Linked DNA regions of Mus musculus: regions 1, 2, 4 and 5 are each linked to region 3. Evidence: chromatin contacts called from public Hi-C and HiChIP or PLAC-seq data. All regions are on one chromosome and are shown on one strand. The core of a region is the stretch at or near the end of the contact, and the rest is flanking DNA. Distances in the headings are between cores, read along the strand shown. Region 1 holds the start of Kndc1 (kinase non-catalytic C-lobe domain (KIND) containing 1). Region 2 holds the start of Msx3 (msh homeobox 3). Region 3 overlaps Cfap46 (cilia and flagella associated protein 46). Region 4 overlaps Tubgcp2 (tubulin, gamma complex associated protein 2). Region 5 has its middle 12 kb from the start of Gm32486.

Region 1 (3,780 bases), core at 491-2,990, 280 kb before region 3:
CAGTGGCTGATACAAAAGGCCACAGAGGTTCTCAGATCTGCTTCTATTGGCAACCGAGAGCTCAGGCTCCCACGGATACCCTAGAACATGTCCTGTCCTCCAGCAGTTCTGAAGGCCGTGTGCTGAGCGCATCCTTTCTTTCCCATCAAAGCCAGCGAGATGTCCAAAGGTTTATTTATTCCCTGGACTCTCCTCTTCACAGCCTTAAATTGCACCAAATCCAGGCCACTCAGGGGTGGGGGTGGGGGGCAGCACCAACCCCAGCACTACTCAGAGGGCCCTGGAGGTGGGACAGGCAGGAGCAATTTTTTAAAAATGCTTTCAGAGCCCACTCTTTTAGGGAAAAGGAAGGGAAGAGCTGCCAGGGCCTGGTGCTGCAGACCACACAGGCTTATGCTTCAGGAGGATTCTGGCTAACTTTCACTCATCTGCTGGCCAGACCAGCTGCAAAGGCTGGTGGAGGGTCTCTAGCACCAGGGTATTTCAGGGACTAAAGAATGGTGTATTCTTTACAGGGACTCCAGAGCCTGGTTTGGAGGAGCTCCTCAAAGGTCCTGTATTCTTGAGGGAGCTCAAGATACCCCCGGGAGCATTTTTTTGGGGGGGGCTGCTTGCCATGCTTTTTCAAAACATGGAGTTTGTGCATGACCATTGTTTGGGGGCTTAGGGAAGGGGTCCCTCGCTTCTCCAACCAAGAGGGGCTCTGTGTAGCTCCAGCCACTCTGTACTAGAGGCTCTCAGGGAACTTGGGGGAGGAAGGTTTTTCCAGAGAAGGAAGAACCCTCAATGATGGGAAGGGGTCTCACTGGCCATTCCTAAGCTCATCTGCTTCAACACCTGGCCAGCTGTGGAGGTCAGGTGTGTCCCTATTGTCCCTACCTGCCAGAATCTTCACCCTCCCCCCCCCAATTCTGTTCAAGGATTAAAACCAAGAGCCCATTCCTCCAGTAGCCAACTTTACAGGGACAGTCCCATTGCTGTCCCATATAGCATTCCAGCTGTTCTGTGGCGGGTGGGGCTGAGGACAGGATCCCCTAGCAGTTGCTACTATGAGGGGCCAGAATCTATGCAGCAGAAGAGCTGTGTTCCACCCACTTCTTTTCCCCACCCCTTTTCTGGAGCAGGTGGGCTTCTGGGACGGGCTCACCTCATCCTCCGGCAGGGTGGGGAGCGGCTCGAAGTCGTAGAAGTCCAAGTCCTTGCCATCTTCCTCGTAGAAGCCCCGGGAGGCTGGGTCCATGGCCTGCATCTTGGCGCTCAGCAGGGCCTGCGCGCAGGTTGCAACTCTGGCCCTGGACAGAGCTCCGGTCTGGGATCCCCTCCCCAGCAGGTTTTCTCTGGGTCAGATCCCCTCTCTGGCGGGTCCTTTCCCGGGCAGATCCCGGTCCAAGCTGGCTGCCGCCTCTGAGCCTGCCGGGCTGAGCTGGGCACCGCCAGCTACGCGCGCCCGGCCGCCATGGCAACGCGCCCGCTGCCTGCCGCAGTGTCGCCAAACGGTGGCGCGGGGACGCCTGGGGCGGGGCCGGGGGTGGCTCCCTGAGGGCCGTGGTCACTGGCGGGCCGGGGCCGAGTTTGGGCTCCGCAGATGTCTTCAACTACGTCAGCCTCCGGGGTGCACCCTGCGCCTGCCTGCGCTGTCTGTGACAGTTCGGGGCGGAGCCACTCCGCGCAGCGGCCATCCTAGGGGTCTGCACCTACCTAGACTGAGGGTACCAAGGCTGAGCCCACCTAGATCACACTGGTCCTCAGGACTTTCGCAGTTCCCGCCCCACCCAACCCAGGGGCGGGGTTGCTGCAGTCACCTCCAGTGGCAGCCACGGACTGGGGCAGGTACTGGGTTCTTTAGCTCCTGGAGTCTTTTCCTTGGCTGGGTCCAGTGATGGGCAGAGAATCAGAGTTCATTCACCACAAGCACAGCAAAGGACTACATGGCTCTCCCAAACTTGGCAAAGGACAGACATAGAACCCCTTCCACAGGCTAGTGTTTTTGTTTCTGACAGTCTTTACAACCTTAGCTGGCAGAACTATGGACCACAGCTCCTGAAGCACACTGTAGGTCAGATCGGCTCCTGGCATTGCTGGCTCTATCCCTAGAGCCTAGACTGATCAGACATAATAGTAGACACTCTGCTATGCGCTCCTTGAGTGAAGGAGGGTGGGTTTGTAACTGGTCATGCAGAGTCCAAGGATACAACGCAGTTAGGGATGCTAATTCTCAACAGCCTGCCCTTAGGGCTTCCAATTATTAGCTATTCAAGAGCTTGCAGCCAGGGTAGGTGATGGAAGGTACTGGAAACTTGAGTTGGAGAACAGACATCTCACAGGTCTGCTCACTCCTCCAACACTGTTTTGGGTCAGAAGGGGGCAGATGTGACCAGCAGACACTGTTTGGACTCCCGGGCTTTAGCTGCAACCTGTCTCCGGGCTCTAGATAGATGGCTGAGCCCTGTGCCTCAGTCCGCTGCTTTGGGCCAAGCTGACTCCTTCCTTTGTTCAAGCTTTGATGCTTCTCAGCCACCTTTTCCTCCATGTGCTGCCCTGGTCTGTGCTCTCCTAACCTGTTCTCCACCCAGCCTATACACTTCCAGCCTGTCCTCTCCCTGGTCTGTGCTCCCCAGCCTGTCCTCCCCCTGGTCTGTGCTCCCCAGTCTGTCTTCCCCTGGTCTGTGCTCCCCAACCTGTTCTCTACCCAGCCTGTACACTTCCAGCCTATCCTCTCCTTGTTGTGTGCTCCCCAGCCTGTCCTCCACCCACCCTGTGCTCCCCAGCCTGTCCTCCACTCAGCCTGTACACTCCCAGGCTGTCCTCTGCCCAGCTTGTGCTCCCCAGCCTGTCCTCCACCCAGCCTGTACACTTCCAGCCTGTCTTCCACCCAGCCTGTCCTCCACCCAGCCTGTGCTCCCCAGCCTGTTCTTCAATCCACTCCCTCCAGCCCGTGCTCCCTTAGTTTATCCTCCTCTGTAGGCTGTGATGCCCTCAGCTTGTGCTCCTCCAGCCACGCTCTTATCCCAGTCTGTGCTCCCTACAAAAGGTGCTCCCAAGTCTGTGCTCCTCTGTAGCCTATGTTGTCCTGAGCCTGTTCCCCTGAGCCTGTTCCCCTGAGCCTGTGCTCTCCAAATCTGTGCTGCCCAGGCTTATGCTTCCCAGCCTGTGCTCTCTCCACAGGCAGTGCTCCCTGAAGCTTAGTGCTTTCCTCTAGTTGACGCTCATCCCATCTGTGCTCCCTAAGCCTGTGCACGCCACAGCTGGTGCATCTCAGCCTGTGCTCTGCCTTTCTTCAGACTCCATGCTCTCTTGAGGAACCTAGGTAGGTATGACCAGAAAGACAAGGCTCTGGGGCCTGGTGGTGGCCAAGGTGGGACTTTGTCAGGTGGCTTCACAGATGCCTTTGAACCCTGGGTTTAAGGAAAAGACCTAACATCAACTGGAAGGGGCAGGCAACCCAAGACTTATGGGGTGACCACACTATACAGTTTCTGGCTCTAATGATGCACCGTTTACTTCAGGGGAAAAGGAGTATCCATCTTGGGTTAAGTTTGAATACAGACGTGGACTCAGCTTTTGCTGCAACAGTCAAGTCTTGCCTTCTGGCTTGGGTAACACCATGGCTCCTTCATAGGGCTAGGGCATGAATGCTGTGAGGAATGGGGAGGGGATTTTGGACAGCTCAGACCTATCGGCTCTCTTTAGACTACCAACGACTTTCCTAAAACTTTGGCCCTTCTCAGCTAGACACCCGTTAGTCTCACTGAACATCTGCCCATGTGTGTGCATTTATAG
Region 2 (3,697 bases), core at 844-3,343, 430 kb before region 3:
CAAGCTCTTTTCTAATCAGGTCACTTGTGTATGGGATAGGAGAGAGAGAGAACTGCGTGTTGTGCTGAGGTCTAGGTCTCCATGTCCATGGAAGAGATCCCTCTTCTCCTTCCCTCCTTCCCGCTTCCATTCTGGTTCTCTTTCTGCCTCTCTCTTGCCTCCCTTGCCTCTGAGGTGGTGCTTTTACCAGTCTGGAGCCAATCTGGCTTGCACTGGGCAGAGCTGCTCAGAACTGACATCAGCATCCCTCTAGGAAGTGGGGGAGGGTGAGAATTTAAGATCAGACTTTACACTGCTTCACAGGAAGGACCCTGCCCATTGGACCTGCTCCTGGCCCACAACCCTGTCCCTTTCCCTGGGCCAGACCTAAGTACAGACTCTTGCTTCCTCCCATCAGAGGCTACTTTGGGGGACATTGCTCACACACAGGCAAGTTGTCCTTTATTCCTTTTGTTTGTTTATCTTCTTTGTGCATTCCTGCCAGTGTTTTGATGATGCAATTATCAGCAGTCAACTCAGAACATCTTTGTTACATTAAAAAAGCAGCAGGCAAGTGTTGGTAGCATAATGGTGAGTATAGCTGCCTTCCAAGACAGCAGCAGTCGTCAGTCTGGAATTATAGCACGAATTAAACAGACGCTAGGTCTAGCCAGCCAGGAATCTTCTGCTAGCCCCTTTGAGCAGCTTCAAACTTTACACGAAGAAAAACTTTTTAATTAATTTCTCTGACTGAGCTCAACAATCAGACTGAACCCCAAAGCTGTACTCCATTGAAGTACTTTTGGCTGTCTAAAACAAATTTATAGAGAGATGTAGGTTGCTGATTTTGTGCTCTAGGATATTAATCAGACTTTATTTCCTAAATCAACCTCCCAATGTATTCTAAAATCAAAGCCCTGGTTTCTTTTTATGGCGCTACCGCCACAGTTTGCTTTGCAACATAGAAGAACATTTTTGTTTGTTTGGTGATGTGTGTGTGTGTGTGTGTGAGTGTGTGTGTGTTTTGTTTTGTTTTGTTTTGTTTTAAAACCAAAGGAACAGTGAGATTTGGGGGAAAGTATTACCAGGAGCTAGGGACTCTATCTGGCCTCAGATCCACCCTTCCTTAGAATCCTTAGCTGGCGGGTTGTTTTGTTTTGTTTTGTTTTTTAAAGCGCCTTCAAGAGGTTCCCACACTGCTTGCCTGGTCAAGGAAAGACTGCATCAACAGAGATACTCTCCGGCGGCCTTTCAGGAATTTGCATCGGCCGCCAGGCAAATACAGGACACCAGAAGACAACGATGCGCCCAGCATCCAGTTGTTTGAGCAGCCTGAGGTGCCTGCATGACGGGCTAGTATGCTAACTTCCTCTAAGAGATCTGTCTCCACCATCTTCCCTTGGCCTCTGCGCTTGGGACCCAGGACGCGTCTTTCTAGCCCATTCCTGGCCCAAACTGGGACGCAAGTTCAGCCCTCGAAGTTGCTAGTGGCCCAGAAAATGTTTGGAGACTCCAAGAGCTCAAAGAGAGACCAAAGCGAAACTAAAGATGCCACAACTCGACCTCAAGAGATCAGTAGAGGAGACGTGTTGGTCCCATTAGAACCCCACGGTGCAGACTAAAACACGTGCGAGCCAGGAACGCAGCAAGAACAGCCGATCAGCCTCATTAAACAGCACTGTAGTAGGCACGAGCCCATAGCTGCGCTCTGCCTAAGCGCGGAGGCTCACTGTGCCAGCAAAGAACTGATGCCTGGACGTAGCTCCACTATGAGCGCTCGCGCGCAGTCCATTCCTCCACTCCAGAAGGCTGAGGCCAACCATCTCTTTACCCAAGACTGACAGCCCCCTCAGCTTTTCCCGCTGGAGGAGCTTCATAAGCGTTCCTACAGACGGCAGTAAGTCCCGAAATCCTGACGTGGGCACGACAATGCTACCCCAGGTCTCGGGGCACTCAGTTCCCAGGCAGAAGCCCCGCCCCTCTCTGTCGGTCCCGCCCCCGAAACACTGAATCCAACCCGCACTGAGACCCGCACATCGGCTGAAACAACCATTGGGTAGCGGCGCATGAAAGCGGTGCTACCTTTTTATAGGGTGCGGAGGGGCCCGAGAACCACAGAGCCCAAGGTCCTAGCAAAATAAACCGCCGCTGGGTCCCACGCGTCCCAGCCGGGCGGCTAGCCCCGCACCCGCCATCCCATGCATGGCCCGGGCGACATTCGACATGAACGCGGCGGGGCTCGAAGCTCGCGGCGGGGGCCACACAGAGCACGGACCACTCCCCTTCAGCGTCGAGTCTCTGCTGGAGGCTGAGCGCGTACCGGGCTCCGAGTCTGGGGAGCTGGGGGTGGAGAGGCCGCTCGGCGCCTCGAAGCCTGGAGCCTGGCCCCCTCCAGTCGCGCACTCTTGTCCCCCACGTAAGTGCTCAGTCTCCCGGTCTCAGGCCCTGAAAAGCGACCGCGCTGTCAAGGCTCGAAAGTCCAAGGTGGGTGGGGGTATGCGCACTGTTGCTCCGAACTAGTGGCTAGTAATTACTAGCCATTAACCGGCTCAGTCCAAGAGCAATGATAACTGGCGGTGGGCGCCCAACATTGTGCACAGCCCAACCGCCAGGTCCAGGTCTCTTCTTGGTCGAGGTCCGCAACCCACAACAAATACCCTTAATGCTTTTCCGCTCCGGGTCGCTCACGCTCCTGCACCCCTTGCCCACTTTGCGTATGCCCCCGACAGCTAACTGGTCTGTTTGGAGACCTGACCGCTACTCGTCTTCGGTTATTGGACAGCCTCCAGGCCCAGTTTAGCTCTTTTTCCAAATAGTTAGTCCCCAGTTTAGTTGGGGTGCAAGATCACGGGTTGGGAGAGCAGACCTAAGTCTAGGGCGCCTCCTCCACTCCCCTGCCTCCTTGGTTTGCTTATCCACGTGGCTTTGGGGACCGCTGAGCGGAGCACTCACGGAGCCACGGAGCACCAACCTTCCTTTGTAAGGGTGGAAGAAGGTCGGTCGAAATAGGGGTGTGCAGCCAGAGTTTGAGCGCTCGCCCTGCGCTTCTCTTTCCTTTCAGGTGCCCCGAGCCCTCCACCCTGCACCCTCCGCAAACACAAAACCAATCGCAAACCACGGACGCCATTCACCACCGCGCAGCTGCTGGCGCTTGAGCGCAAGTTTCACCAGAAGCAATACTTATCCATTGCGGAGCGCGCCGAGTTCTCCAGCAGCTTGAGCCTCACTGAGACTCAGGTCAAGATCTGGTTTCAGAACCGCCGAGCCAAAGCCAAGCGGCTGCAGGAAGCTGAGCTGGAGAAGCTGAAGCTGGCAGCGAAGCCACTACTGCCGGCGGCGTTTGCCCTGCCCTTCCCGCTGGGCACCCAGCTGCACAGCTCCGCGGCCACTTTCGGCGGCAACGCGGTTCCTGGGATCCTCGCCGGGCCTGTCGCGGCCTATGGCATGTACTACTTGTCTTAGATCATGGAATCAAGCCCTAACCTCTTGGTTAGGCTCAGGGTTGCGCACAGTTCTGCCTGCCGCTGATGCTCCTGGTAACTTTTGACTTTTCATTTTAGTCTTCCCCCCCCCCCTCCTCCTGTTTATACGGTGTTATACTTGATGACTGGAGCCTATTTATAGACATCTTACAAATACTTTAAACCTTCCTAAAACCTTGCCCACATCAATCTGTTTTTCTGAAAGAAAACACACCGTCATATAGTCCTTGAAACAG
Region 3 (3,896 bases), core at 877-3,376:
TAGGTAGGCACTAAGAAGGATAGCCTGAGATCGCTGGAGACAGACACAGAGGACAGGAGTGTAGAGACCTCCTCCTCGGCAGTCTTCAAGGAAGCCCCCAAGGAGCAAAGCCGAAAGGCTGAAGGTCTGAAGGTATGCAGCATTCTCTACCTGTCCCCTGGTGGCTTCCGCCTGAAGAGCCCACCTTAGCTTGAGCTTTGCACTGCCCACAGAAAAGGATGGTGCTGGCGAGGGGGTTCCTGGCTCAGACATCGGAGGTATTGCTGCAGTGTATACAGACTTCCCTGAGCAACAACCTTCTGGACATCGTGGCCTCTGCCAGCATAGAGATGGTGGAATGCATTGGCATCCTGGATCCCATCACCACCTGCCAGTTCCTAACACTGTCACAGGTATAGACCTCCTCTGCCCATCTCCAAAAGGGCCCTTGACTGCCTGTCACCCCAGGGGTGGGAGTGCCTTGGCACCATCCAGCCCTGTTGCTGTCCACTAGACAAGATGGGGTGGTCCTGTGGTTGAAAGAAGAAGAGATCCTCCCTGTTCTCTGGGCCTCAGGCCAAGCTAGTCCTTAAGTAATAGAAGCCAGCCATGTAACTGTTCTTGTAGCTCAGTGGACACATGCAGTACTCACCACTGTCTCCCCCATCCCCCCCCCCTCCACACACACACACACACACACACACACACACCGAGTCTCTATGATGGAACATACTGAGACTCCGGAGAAAGGGCTGGCATAGCACTGACACCTGGTCCGACAGGGGCCCAGCAGAGGGTGACACACAGACTCCTAGATGGCCACTCCCGGCTCAGTTGTCCTCTGCCACCCTCCTACACGGCACACACCACTCTTGTCTGCTCTGCTTCAGAGCTGTTCAACCTCAGAGATGATGCGGAAGGTCCTGCTCACGGCCACGAAAAACACGGGCAGCTCACAGCTGGCGGCCCTGCTGCAGCTCCACCAGCGACTCAGGCAGCAAGACAAGATGTCCACCAGCCTGTTTGCCAGTGTAGAGCAGAAACTGGCCTCCTCTTTCAGGGTAATGGGCCGGGGAGCCTGAACACACACTCCTGTGACCTATATTGGCCTCTGAGCTGGCTCACTGAGTGCTAATAGGGCAGTCTCTAAGTGCCACCTCTAGCTGCGTGGTGCTAGAAGACCTCTCCGCCTCTCTGAATCTCATATGCCATGGGTACAGGCACAAGAAGGCTGAAAGAATTGTAGTTCCTTTCCACTATTTGCCCCAGGGGAGTCGAGGTCTTGGTGAAGTCCGGTAAAGAGCCAGTGATGTCTGGCAGCAGGCAGCCATGACACCAGAGAAGTAGCTGAGAGCTTATACTGAGAAGGTCTATAGGTTTTTGAAACCCCACCCCTGCGGGATGGGTCATCCTTATTTAAACTCCCATAAGCCTCCACAGGTCCCTATGAAGTCAGGCCAGAGAAATCAGCCAGAGAAGACAGTACATCGGTACACCCACACAACAAAACACACTGAAGCAAGGAGAGCTAGCTTCTGCATGAACCAGTGTGATGAGGCTACCCACACACTGAGGTGGCCAGCGGCTAGGCAAGAAGCAAGCCACCACCAATAAAGTCCATTCACAGCCCCCATATGGTAACATGACCCATCTCTTCACCTGCCATATGGGTACGGCCATTGTGAAGAGTCCGCTTGGTGCCTCACGTAGGCGTTATGTGGCTCTCTCTATTTCTTATTCTTTGATAAAAGTTTTCTAAGACATCATTTCATTTTTGCAAACCCAAAGCTGGGTCTTGAAGCTGTGCGCATTAAGCAACTCACACAGGAGATCTGGGGGTACCCCTCAGGGCCCACGCTGGCTGACTGCCGTGGGCAGAGGGGACCCTGAGGTGTGTGCATCCTCTAGGAGTACTCACTCACAGGAAGCAGGAAAACTGGGGGTCTGGGTAAACTGACCCCAAGATAGGTCTGCAGCCTGCAGCCTCAGGGCTAAGTGGAAGCCCTTAGCTAGGCTCAAGGAGGCAGTAAGGACCTTGAAGAGATGCTATTTAGGGTTTCTGGGAACTGCATCCACAAGTAGGCAGAGCTGGGCAATTTGAGGAGCCAGTGAATTTCTCATTCCTCTGCTGCCCCCTTGTGGTACTGATGCATTCCACAGCCCAGACACCTGGGGGAGAGCAGTGGCCGTTCTGAGTGACCATCCCCTGTCACACACAGGCATGGCAGAGCCTCTGTGTCACAGAGCAGCATTTCAGCATCCTGAATGAGATCCCACCCGTGTTCCGGATCCTCTTTCTGCAGCATTCACAGGACAGGTGAGGCTTTCCTCCTACCATTGTAAATCTCCACCCTGTTGAGAAAGCCCGGCCAGAAGGCATGGGCAGAGCAAGCTTACCACACCTCTGCCCCTAGCCTGAGGCCAACTGGGCCATCTGGAAAGCATACTTGGCAGACTCAGCTAGTCCACTTGACAGGCATGGGCACTCGTTCAATCCAGAGACAAAGGGAAGCCCTCTTCTGACCCCCCCCCCCCCGGAAAAGACCGGGGTGAATTTCCATGACGACGAGGGATGTATTGGGAGGAAGGAGCTCTGATCTGCACTCACACAGGGTCTCTCTGTTAGATAGATCTGGCTAGGCCTGCACTCCTAGACCTTCTGTAATTTCCCTCTTACTTGGGTTATACAGACTGCTTCCTAGGCCTCTGTCTGCCAAAATAAACATTGAAAGGCACCTGTTTGGGTGCCGACTGCAGACTGGCCCGCTCGGCTCCTGAGACCTCGGTGCTTGCCTGTTCACCTCCCCTGGGAATGGGCCTGTGACCTCTGCTCTGCCTGCAGGTCTTGTCTGTATGGTGCTGCCTTTGAGAGACCAAAGACCATGCCTTCACCCAAGGGGAAACTGATAACCGTGGGCGGTAAGCTTGGGTACAAGCAGGGGCTCCTCCCATCGACTCCAGATGGGTTGCAGTGGGTGGGAGAAATCCTTGCCCCAGAGCAGGACCACAGAGCAGGGGAGGGGAAGGGAGACTGAACCCAGGAGACGAGAGAAAATAGAGGCCCCACGTTCCTCTAAGGGATCCAGAGGATCCATGCCTCCCCAGAACTCCCTCTGTCAATCACCACTGTGTTTGCCTCTGCCTGAACTTTCTGGGTAGTAGCCCTCATGTTCCCAGAGAAGAATGGGGGAACTCAATGTGCCCAGAAGACCTTCCCATCACATGTCTCCCCTCTGAGACGTCAAGGTTAAATACCCTCACAAGGGTCTCCATCTGCCCACACGACTCCAGTAGCTCTGCTCTGAGCCCTGTAAAGGCCTCGGGTGTATTTTGACAGGTTATTGCAAGGTAACTCGGGTGGCTACGAGTCCAACTGCCATCTCTGACCTGTTGACGAGTATCCAGTGGTTCCAGAGGCAGACACGGGTCAAGGTACACAGCCAAATTATGACCCCGAACCCAAGCACTTGAGGCCCGAGACTCTAAGCCATATTGTAGACTGCAGCCCATCCCAGGGAAAAAACAAGACTCTGAGGTTGGATTGGGCCCGGGTAATGGGCCCAGAACTCAAGAGGAGGAAGGGGAAGCCCTATGAAAGGTGGGGAGCTCCTCTGAGTCCTTGGATTGAATGTGACCCCAGAGGAGGGGTCTGGCTACCTCTTCTCTGCAGAGCATAGGGTTACCTGTCCTGGGCCGATCCCTATCAGCAGGACATTCCTCAGTGTCATCAGAGGACAGGGACAGGGACAGGGATGAGGTGTCAGGATAGTTCCCGGAAAACCACTGGGAGCATTGTGCTGGGGGAAGCGAGAGCATTGTGCTGGGGAAGCGAGAGCAATGCCAGCGCTCTTTGTGGAAGGGCTGGAGCCGAATGATCTCCAGGGGGTCTTCCTAACTTGTTTCCCAATTGAGTACAA
Region 4 (3,808 bases), core at 271-2,770, 380 kb before region 3:
CATAGCCCCTCTCTGCATTCTCTCTTTCTGAGTGCATAGGGTGGGAAGTACTGGGAAGTGCTCTGGTCACCTTTTGTACACTAGTGTGTGGGGCTGGCTCATGTTTAAAGGAGAGTTTGAGGGTAAAGTTTCTTAAGAATTGTCTCAGGAAGCTGAAGAGGTGGCTCAGGGGTTAAAAGCATGCCATGCTCTTGGAGAACCAAAGCTCTACTCCCTGTGCCCACACTGAACAGCTGTAACGCCAGCTCCAAGGCCTCACATTTGCATTCATGTGAGGATACCACATACACATGACACATACATATAATTAAAAAGAAAATAGATCTGGGAAAGAATTGTCCCAGTAGAACACAAGTGTGTGGAGCCAGCCATGGTGGTAGTTCTTGGCATTACTACCTACCTGACATCTTAACTACTTTTCTACTGCTGTGATGAAACACCAAAACCAAGACAAAGTATGGAAGAAAGTTTATTTTGGACTCATGGTTCCAGAGGGATGAGAGTCCATCACCATCATGGCCAAGAGCATGGCAGCAGCAGACAGACATGGCAGCTGGAACAGCAGCCAAGAGCTCACAACTTGAAGTGAAGCAGGAGACAGGATAGTGAGAGGTCGCAAATGTTGCTAGTCTTTTGAAACCTTTAAAGTCTACCTCCAGTAACACACTTCTTACAACAAGGCTACACATCTTAAACCTCCCCAAACAGCCACCAACTGGGGACATGGCATTCAAACCTCACACCTGCTCTGGGTGGTGTAGTCAGCTACAGGTCCATGCTCCATGTCTCCATGCTACGGCTGTTTGTCATTCCCTTTTCAGGATGCAGGGAATGAGAGTTGTACTGGGTAGGACATCAGTGACACCCTGATGAAGCCAGAGGTGGGAGTGAGTGTCTTCAGACTGACCTCAGCACTCAGACATCTTGTTAATGTCATTTGTCCCTGTGTCTGGGCTATCAGCACAGGAGAACTAGGATCATGAGAGTCCACTCTGCTGTGGAGTTAGGTGGAAGCCATCACCATGCGCTACATGAGCTTCGTGCTGTATCTGCATCACCTCCTCAGTACCTGTTCCTTGTGCACTCAGTACCTGTTCCTTATGCACTCAGTACCTGTTCCTTGTGCACTCAGTACCTGTTCCTTGTGCACTCAGTACCTGTTCCTTGTGCACTCAGTACCTGTTCCTTGTGCACTCAGTACCTGTTCCTTGTGCACTCAGTACCTGTTCCTTGTGCACTCAGTACCTGTTCCTTGTGCACTCAGTACCTGTTCCTTGTGCACTCAGTACCTGTTCCTTGTGTACTCAGGTTTGCTGGTGCTTTCACTCTGCGGCAGCGAATGCTCAACTTTGTCCAGAATATTCAGTACTACATGATGTTTGAAGTGATGGAACCGACCTGGCACATCCTTGAGAAAAACCTGAAATCTGTGAGTTTCTGCTCTGTAAATTATAGCATCTGAGAGGCTCTGTCCCAGCCAGAATGCATTTCATAACAGCATCATGTGCTAGGGGGGTGTTATGGCAACCACAAAAATGTCCACCGCCTCCCATCTGCCTGCTTGCTGCTCATGTTCATGAGAGAGATGAGAGGAGACAGAGAAAGAAGGGAGAAAGACAAGTAGTCTTTAAGAGATCACAGGCCCATTGAGACAATGGCAACATACAGGCAATAGGGTACCAAGCCAGAACTGAAAACAACATGCCCAGGATCTTCGGTGACGTCCCCGGCCTTTGTTTGCAGGCCTCCAACATTGACGATGTCCTTGGCCACCACACAAGCTTCCTTGACAACTGCCTGAAGGACTGCATGCTGACCAACCCTGAGCTGCTGAAGGTTTTCTCCAAGCTCATGTCCGTATGCGTCATGTTTACCAACTGTATGCAGGTGAGGACAAGGAGGCCGTGGGAGCGTGGGTATGTCTAGGCTGTTGCCACGTGCTGCTCTGTCCCACAACCTCTGCCTTGCAGAGCTCCTGGTCTTTGTGGCCAGGCCATCCCATTCTGGCTGTGAAGCTTTCAAGGGCCGCCTTATTTCTCAGCATCCCTGTGCTGGTCTCTGTCTTAGGTCTCTTCCAAATGCCTTTGCATTCATTTGTCAAAACTGAGTATTAAACATGATTGAACTTATCTCGAGCAGTTGTGCAAATAATGCAGAAAACGTCAGTGACAGAAGGGTAGTCTGGGGTCTCTGGGCTGGAGGATGCTGGGAGCCAGGGAGTCTTTAGGCAGTACTTCAGAGCAGTCAGGAGGTAGAAAATGTAGGTGGTTCTAGGTTATGGAGGGATCAGGGCTGTGAGGCTCATTCCTTAGATGTTTAGGGGCCGTGTTAATTCCCACATAGGAAACACAAGACAACTAACTATGTCCTTAGGAAACTCAGTTGGTAGTCACTGAAAAATGTAGACCTGGGAATGCTAAGAACTAACATCCTGTCTAGAGCTCTGTGTTCCTGTGTCTCTGGGTTGGGTACTGTGCACCTGTCGGTACTTGCTGTCTTGTGTGGCACACTGTATATGAAGCTAACCATAACCTTTCCTCATGACTCACCTTTAGAAATTTACACAGAGTATGAAACTGGACAGTGAGCTAGGCCGTCTGACACTGGATCAGGGTAGTGTGCAGGGGCCACCCACAGAGACTGAACGGATTGAGGATCGCCCCCGGAAGGAGCTTACCAGGAAGGTATGTGGCCATGGGGCTTATCCAGAAAGACCTTCCTTCTAAGCTACGACAGTATTAGCATTGCAAACTTAAGAAAATAAAACCTTAAACAAGACAGACATTATAAAGCCGGGTGGTGGCTTATACCCAGAATCCCAGCACTTGGAAAGTGGAGGCAAGAGATCAGCTGTTCAGAACCAGGTTCAGCTACAGAACAAGTCTGACTAAGGCAGAGACCTTCAGTTGCCTTTCTCTGGCATTTACCTCTACGAAGGGAGACACTCAGGTCCTGAAGTTAGGTTCCAACACAGCGCTAGAGACTTCCTTCTCAACACTGAGTTTCCAGACATAGGGCCTCCAGAGTGTTGCGCAGTCATCTATACAGCTATTGTGTGGGGTAGGCTGGGCTGCCCTGGAGCACAGAGCTTTGCCTGGCTGAAGTGCTTTTCCCTGATTAGTCAGTTGATCCAGATGACCATCCATGAAGCCTTTAGGATTCATAGTCAGGAGCTAGCAAATGGGAGATAGTGTAAAAGCATGAGGGCGCCAAGCAAGAGCAGTAGGAGAGAGGCCTGTCCTTGCTTGTTAGAGGCTGGGCGGAAAACAGCAGTAGCCCTGAAATCGGACCACAGCCTGGAGAAGCCCTAGGGTGCTGGGCCTGCTGCCTCAAGTGTTTCTCCATTTGCTGTGCCCTGTTCCCATCTTTTATAAATGGGGAGAAGACAAACCAGTTTCTTCCATTAAACACGAGGGAGCTAGGTATGGTCCCTGTCCCAGCACCCCGCACTGGGAAGGACCAGACATGCAAAGGAAGTTCAAGGCCAGCCTGGACAACATGAGACTCTGTCTCCAAAATAGAGAGCCAGATGTGGTGGCACAAGCCTTGATCCCAGCACTCAGGAGGCTGTGGCAGGAGAATCACAAGGCAGCCTGAAGTATGGTAGCAACAGTCTGTCTCAAAATTAAAAACCTAAAATACCAAGAAGGGAAGAGCATGCGTGCAGCTCCCCGGTAACCAATCCTGAGCTCCCTGGGCTCTGTTTTCAGCATCTGTCTGAGCATGTGGATGCTCCTCAGCTGGCCTCTGGTTTCGAGGCCACCATCAACAACTTTGACAAAAACTTCTCTGCCCATCTTCTTGATTT
Region 5 (3,797 bases), core at 143-2,642, 310 kb after region 3:
GTGGACAGCTCTGGCATGAGTCCAGAGACTTCAAAGGCACAGGGCTTTCATTGGCAATGGGCCTCCCAAAGAGTGTTCTGGACATGAGGCCGTTAATGAGCCTCGCAGATGGGGAATGATGGCTGATGTAGGAATGGGAGGGGTGCTTACTGCATGGTGTTCTGAGCACAGCACCTGAAGCAAAGGGCAGGGCAGGATGCTGCCATTAGGCCATTGCACTTGGTGTCTGCTCTCACAGAAGCCGGGGGGGGGGGGTATCTGCAGGGCCTTTATATCTCTGTTTGCTGGCTTGTTTGTTTTGAAGCAGTCTCCTATTGTAGACTAGACTGGCATCAAACTCACAGAGATCCACCTGCCTCTGCATCCTGAGTGCTAGGATAAAAGGCTTATACCACTATACCCAGCCTCATGATCACTGGAACCCCTGGTTTCTGCTCAACTTAGCCTCATTAGCCCCCAAGTCTTTTGGTCTGATAAGAGTGGGTAGCCTGTAGGAGCAGATAGAGAGGCTCTAGGACTGAGAGTACCATAGCTTATGCCTATAATTCTAGCCCTTGGGTGGCAGAGTCGGGAAGATCCCAAGTTCTAGACCAGCCTAAACTACATAGAGAGACCTGACTCAAAAACACATGGAGAGGAGTGGGCATGGTAGCACATGCCTTAAATTCCAGGCAGGGGGAGATAAGCAGATTTTTGTGAGTTTGAAGCTAGCCCAGTCTATACAGAGAGTTTCAGGGTATCCAGGGCTATATAGTGAAACCCTGCCTCAAAAACAGCATTCACACACCCATAGAGAGAGGCAGAAGATGGGGGAGGGGAGTTAGGGAGAGGGCTAGAGGAAAGAAGGAAGGAAGGAAGGAAGGAAGGGAGGGAGGGAGGGAGGGAGGGAGGGAGGGAGGAAGAGAAGGAGGGAGGGAGGGAGGGAGAGAGGGAGGGAGGAAGGAAGGAAGGAAAGAAGGAAAGAAAGAAAGAAAGAAGGAAAGAAGGAAAGAAAGAATGAAAGGGGAGGAGGCTTTGCTCTGGTCTAAGCTATATCTGGCAAGGGACTGGGAACTGAGGCTCCTAGGTTTCTACATATGACTTTTCCAAGCCAGGCCTGTACAGAGGGACCTGGGGCTGGTGCCAGGAAGGAGGCAGCTTGGGCTAGTGGTTCCCTGGGCTGCCATGGGTGGAGATTCTCTGTGCTTAAGATCCTCATGGTCTCTTTCATATCTCAGAGCAAGGAGGTCCTGAGAGGTCAATATGGCTCAGAGCCCCAGCCGGCAAGTGGCTGACTCTTGGTCCTGCCTGGGGAGTGGGAGGGGCCTGCCTTGGCCTGCAGAGCATCTTGGAAGCTTCTGGGCTGGGGCAGGCCCAGGCTCCTTTAGACTCCTGGCCAGAGAAGAAAACCAGATGGGCTGACTCAGGACAGGCCTGGCTGCTTCCTTTCCCACCGCTAGGGCCAGCAGTGAGTGCTCTCCTAAGACAGTGACCTCAGCAGTTATATCAACTCCAGGAGGCCTGTGCCCAGGGACTGAAGTAGGGACATACATTCCATCCATCCTGCTGTGGAGTTGGGGGTAACCTTCTGAGCCCCAGGCCCCCTGATGTGGCAGTGGGCTTTCTGAGACACTGAGACTGAAAGAGAGGAGCCAGGAGACCAAGGCCAGCTTAATCACTTCCGAGGAGCTAATTGGTTAGACTGTGGGACTCAGTTTCCCTTTTCATCCTCAGCAGCATTGACCTAATGGTCTGGATTAACTCACAAATTAAAAGTTCCTCTAACTGGTTTGCCCCAGGCCTGTCCCAGACCCACTTGTGTGTGTTCCCTGGTTCTGCTTGCCCGTGACTGGTTGTTCCTTCAGGCAGAGTAGACAGTGTGGTGTTTCTTTGGACATTTGCTGGAGGACAAGGGCCATTCCTGGGCCAACCTCAAGATGGCTCTGTTCCGTACAGTGAGGCCAGCTTCCCTCTTTCTGGGAGTTTCCAGGCTTGGAAGAACATGCTGGCTTTCGGCTCAGCCAGAGAACATGAGGAGTTGGCTGGGGCTGCAACGGCCCTTCCAAATATGTAGGCAGGGCTGGGCAGCCCCAGCGTGGCTCTCTGGGGGCCTCCAGGAGGATGCAGGGGTATCAGGAGTGTCATTTTTCCAAACATGGACAATGCCAGACCTGTTGGGTCCACGTTGCCCTGTCAAGCCTGCTCCTGGGCCTCTCACAACTGAAGAAAGGAGTTGTCCCACAAAGCTCTGGGGGTATGGGGACAATATGAACTGCCCTGAAGGAGACACTATACTCTTGTTCCAATGGAGGTAGGCTGTGAACAGACTGGGGCACAGGGCTACCAAACTGGCGTTACATGGTGTTCCTACCTGGTGTTACATGGTATCTGGTGCTGGCTGGTTTGTTGAGGTGATAAGGTCCTGGGTGACGTGTCTTTTTGTTTGTTTAGTTGGTTGGTTTGGTTTGGTTTGGTTTGGTTTTTTTTGAGACAGGGTTTCTCTGCATAGCCCTGGCTGTCCTGGAACTCACTCTGTAGACCAGGCTGGCCTCGAACTCAGAAATCTGACTGCCTCTGCCTCCCAAGTGCTGGGATTAAAGGCGTGCACCACCACGCCCGGCCTCTGGTTGATGTGTCTTTGACAGCACTTAGATTAAGGCTATCAGCCACGAGAGGTCCAGGGTTGGTAGCTCCTGCAGTTCTTTCTGACTACTACCAAGAAGGGGACTAGTGGCCACTACTTGTCCCATTGCCTACCACTACACCTGCCAGGGGAAAGCCTCAGAAGTAACTAGGCAAGTAACAACAACAACAACAACAGCACACTAGCACTGTCAGTATTTAGAACCCTCCCAGGGCCAGGGCTCCTTCTTTAAGGATGACACACCCTTCCAGGGACAGGACACCCTCCCAAGATGAGGATATCTTCCTCAGGGCCAGAATACCCTCTCAGGGATGAGATGTCTCCCAGGGCTAGGATATCCTCCCAAAGGCACAACATCTTCCTAGGAGCAGGACGCCATCCAGGGTATAACACTCTCTTACAGTTAGGACAGCCTCCTGAAGTGTTCTGGCTGCCTAGTTTTCTGGTACATCCAGGGGATGCTTGTACCCCCATCTCCAGTCAGGTCTCTAGATGCTCCCAGCCCCACTGTCTTTCCCCAGACCCCTTTCCTAGTGAAAACAAAGTAGGGAGGGGAGAAGTCAGATGACTGAGGGAAAGGGGCAGCTTCCCCCACCCACCCTGTGGCATAATGAGTGCCTAACATGCTTCCTTCCCCCGGTAGGTCTAACACAAAAGGAGGGAGAAGAATCATAGGTTGTCACACATGGCAGCCTTCCATTAGGGAGCTTCCTGAGCCATGGTCCCCAGCGGGAGCCCTGGACAGTGCTGTCTCATGATACTTCCTGCTCAGCTTACCCTGGGAGTAGGTCAAGTAATGGTCCAGACTTTGCCCATGAATTCTAGTGTTCACCCAAGGGTGTCAATGACTATCCTCAAGAGGGCAGCAGGCTATTTCCCAGGCCCTTAAGTCCCTGCCAGTCAGTGTCCCCTCAAGTGCCAGTGGCCACTCTGAATGTTCACCATTGGTGGGAGGGACCCCATCAATTGCTTATGTCGTGTAATGATGCTGTATCCTGGAGACCCAGGCTGCTCCCAGGCACTAGGAGGTATTCAAGGGAGAGTTACTCCTCTGTTTTGACATTCCCTTCCCTGGAGAGATGTAACAACATCAGCCTTCTCCTTATAAGGTACCAATGACAAACCAAAGTTCACCCTGGGGAACCAATCAGTTTCTTAGGATTACTTGAGAGTA

Evidence for each region. Hi-C and Micro-C count contacts between places; a contact is called where the count stands out from the background. HiChIP or PLAC-seq counts read pairs in DNA pulled down with a chosen protein or histone mark.
Region 1: an H3K4me3 HiChIP or PLAC-seq map of forebrain shows a contact between it and region 3, with 5 times the contacts expected there. The contact joins the promoter of Kndc1 here to the enhancer-like site in region 3. A contact is called at or near these places in 9 of 39 promoter capture datasets (the 3T3-L1 cell line, the C10 cell line, cranial neural crest and 4 more), 1 of 484 Hi-C or Micro-C datasets (nephron progenitors) and 7 of 115 datasets of contacts at active chromatin or transcription factors (VIP interneurons, embryonic stem cells, forebrain and 2 more).
Region 2: a contact with region 3 is called in an H3K4me3 HiChIP or PLAC-seq map of forebrain, with 3 times the contacts expected there. The contact joins the promoter of Msx3 here to the enhancer-like site in region 3. A contact is called at or near these places in 3 of 39 promoter capture datasets (the C10 cell line, embryonic stem cells and hippocampal neurons), 1 of 15 datasets of contacts at CTCF or cohesin (hippocampal excitatory neurons), 13 of 484 Hi-C or Micro-C datasets (the N1E-115 cell line, cerebral cortex, cortical neurons and 2 more), 5 of 115 datasets of contacts at active chromatin or transcription factors (craniofacial prominence, embryonic stem cells, forebrain and 2 more) and 1 of 9 other capture datasets (embryonic stem cells).
Region 4: a Hi-C map of cortical neurons shows a contact between it and region 3, with 2.1 times the contacts expected there. The contact joins two enhancer-like sites. A contact is called at or near these places in 5 of 39 promoter capture datasets (the C10 cell line, the HPC-7 cell line, cranial neural crest and 1 more), 6 of 484 Hi-C or Micro-C datasets (cerebral cortex, cortical neurons, embryonic stem cells and 1 more) and 1 of 9 other capture datasets (embryonic stem cells).
Region 5: a contact with region 3 is called in a Hi-C map of the N1E-115 cell line, with 7 times the contacts expected there. The contact joins two enhancer-like sites. A contact is called at or near these places in 4 of 39 promoter capture datasets (the HPC-7 cell line, embryonic stem cells and liver) and 3 of 484 Hi-C or Micro-C datasets (the N1E-115 cell line and embryonic stem cells).

Annotation. Positions count from the first base shown.
Region 1 is chr7:139,892,656-139,896,435 of GRCm38.p6, reverse strand. Kndc1 (kinase non-catalytic C-lobe domain (KIND) containing 1) reads right to left here and starts at 1,740. Exons shown (of 31, transcript NM_177261.4): 1 at 1,148-1,740. The coding sequence starts at 1,249.
Region 2 is chr7:140,047,484-140,051,180 of GRCm38.p6, reverse strand. Msx3 (msh homeobox 3) reads left to right here and starts at 2,093. Exons shown (of 2, transcript NM_010836.3): 1 at 2,093-2,395; 2 at 3,041-3,697. The coding sequence starts at 2,182. The coding sequence ends at 3,441.
Region 3 is chr7:139,614,576-139,618,471 of GRCm38.p6, reverse strand. Cfap46 (cilia and flagella associated protein 46) reads left to right here. Exons shown (of 59, transcript NM_001302546.1): 42 at 4-132; 43 at 213-392; 44 at 870-1,040; 45 at 2,199-2,296; 46 at 2,822-2,898; 47 at 3,317-3,411. All of the region lies in intron 5 of Gm33031 (a long non-coding RNA gene), which reads right to left. Among named protein-coding and RNA genes, the nearest start is that of Nkx6-2, 34 kb to the right of the region's middle. Within about 2 kb of position 2,126, at least 38 of the 459 cell types and tissues checked have an H3K27ac peak or open chromatin away from gene starts, as enhancers often do. A contact at or near this core is called in the N1E-115 cell line, VIP interneurons, cerebral cortex and 4 more, where this site is marked.
Region 4 is chr7:139,996,848-140,000,655 of GRCm38.p6, reverse strand. Tubgcp2 (tubulin, gamma complex associated protein 2) reads left to right here. Exons shown (of 18, transcript NM_001286007.1): 14 at 1,309-1,429; 15 at 1,744-1,887; 16 at 2,556-2,684; 17 at 3,711-3,808. Among named protein-coding and RNA genes, the nearest start is that of Adam8, 6.2 kb to the right of the region's middle. Within about 2 kb of position 1,520, at least 11 of the 459 cell types and tissues checked have an H3K27ac peak or open chromatin away from gene starts, as enhancers often do. A contact at or near this core is called in cerebral cortex and cortical neurons, where this site is marked.
Region 5 is chr7:139,306,831-139,310,627 of GRCm38.p6, reverse strand. No RefSeq gene overlaps it. Among named protein-coding and RNA genes, the nearest start is that of Gm32486, 12 kb to the right of the region's middle. Within about 2 kb of position 1,392, at least 89 of the 459 cell types and tissues checked have an H3K27ac peak or open chromatin away from gene starts, as enhancers often do. A contact at or near this core is called in the N1E-115 cell line, where this site is marked.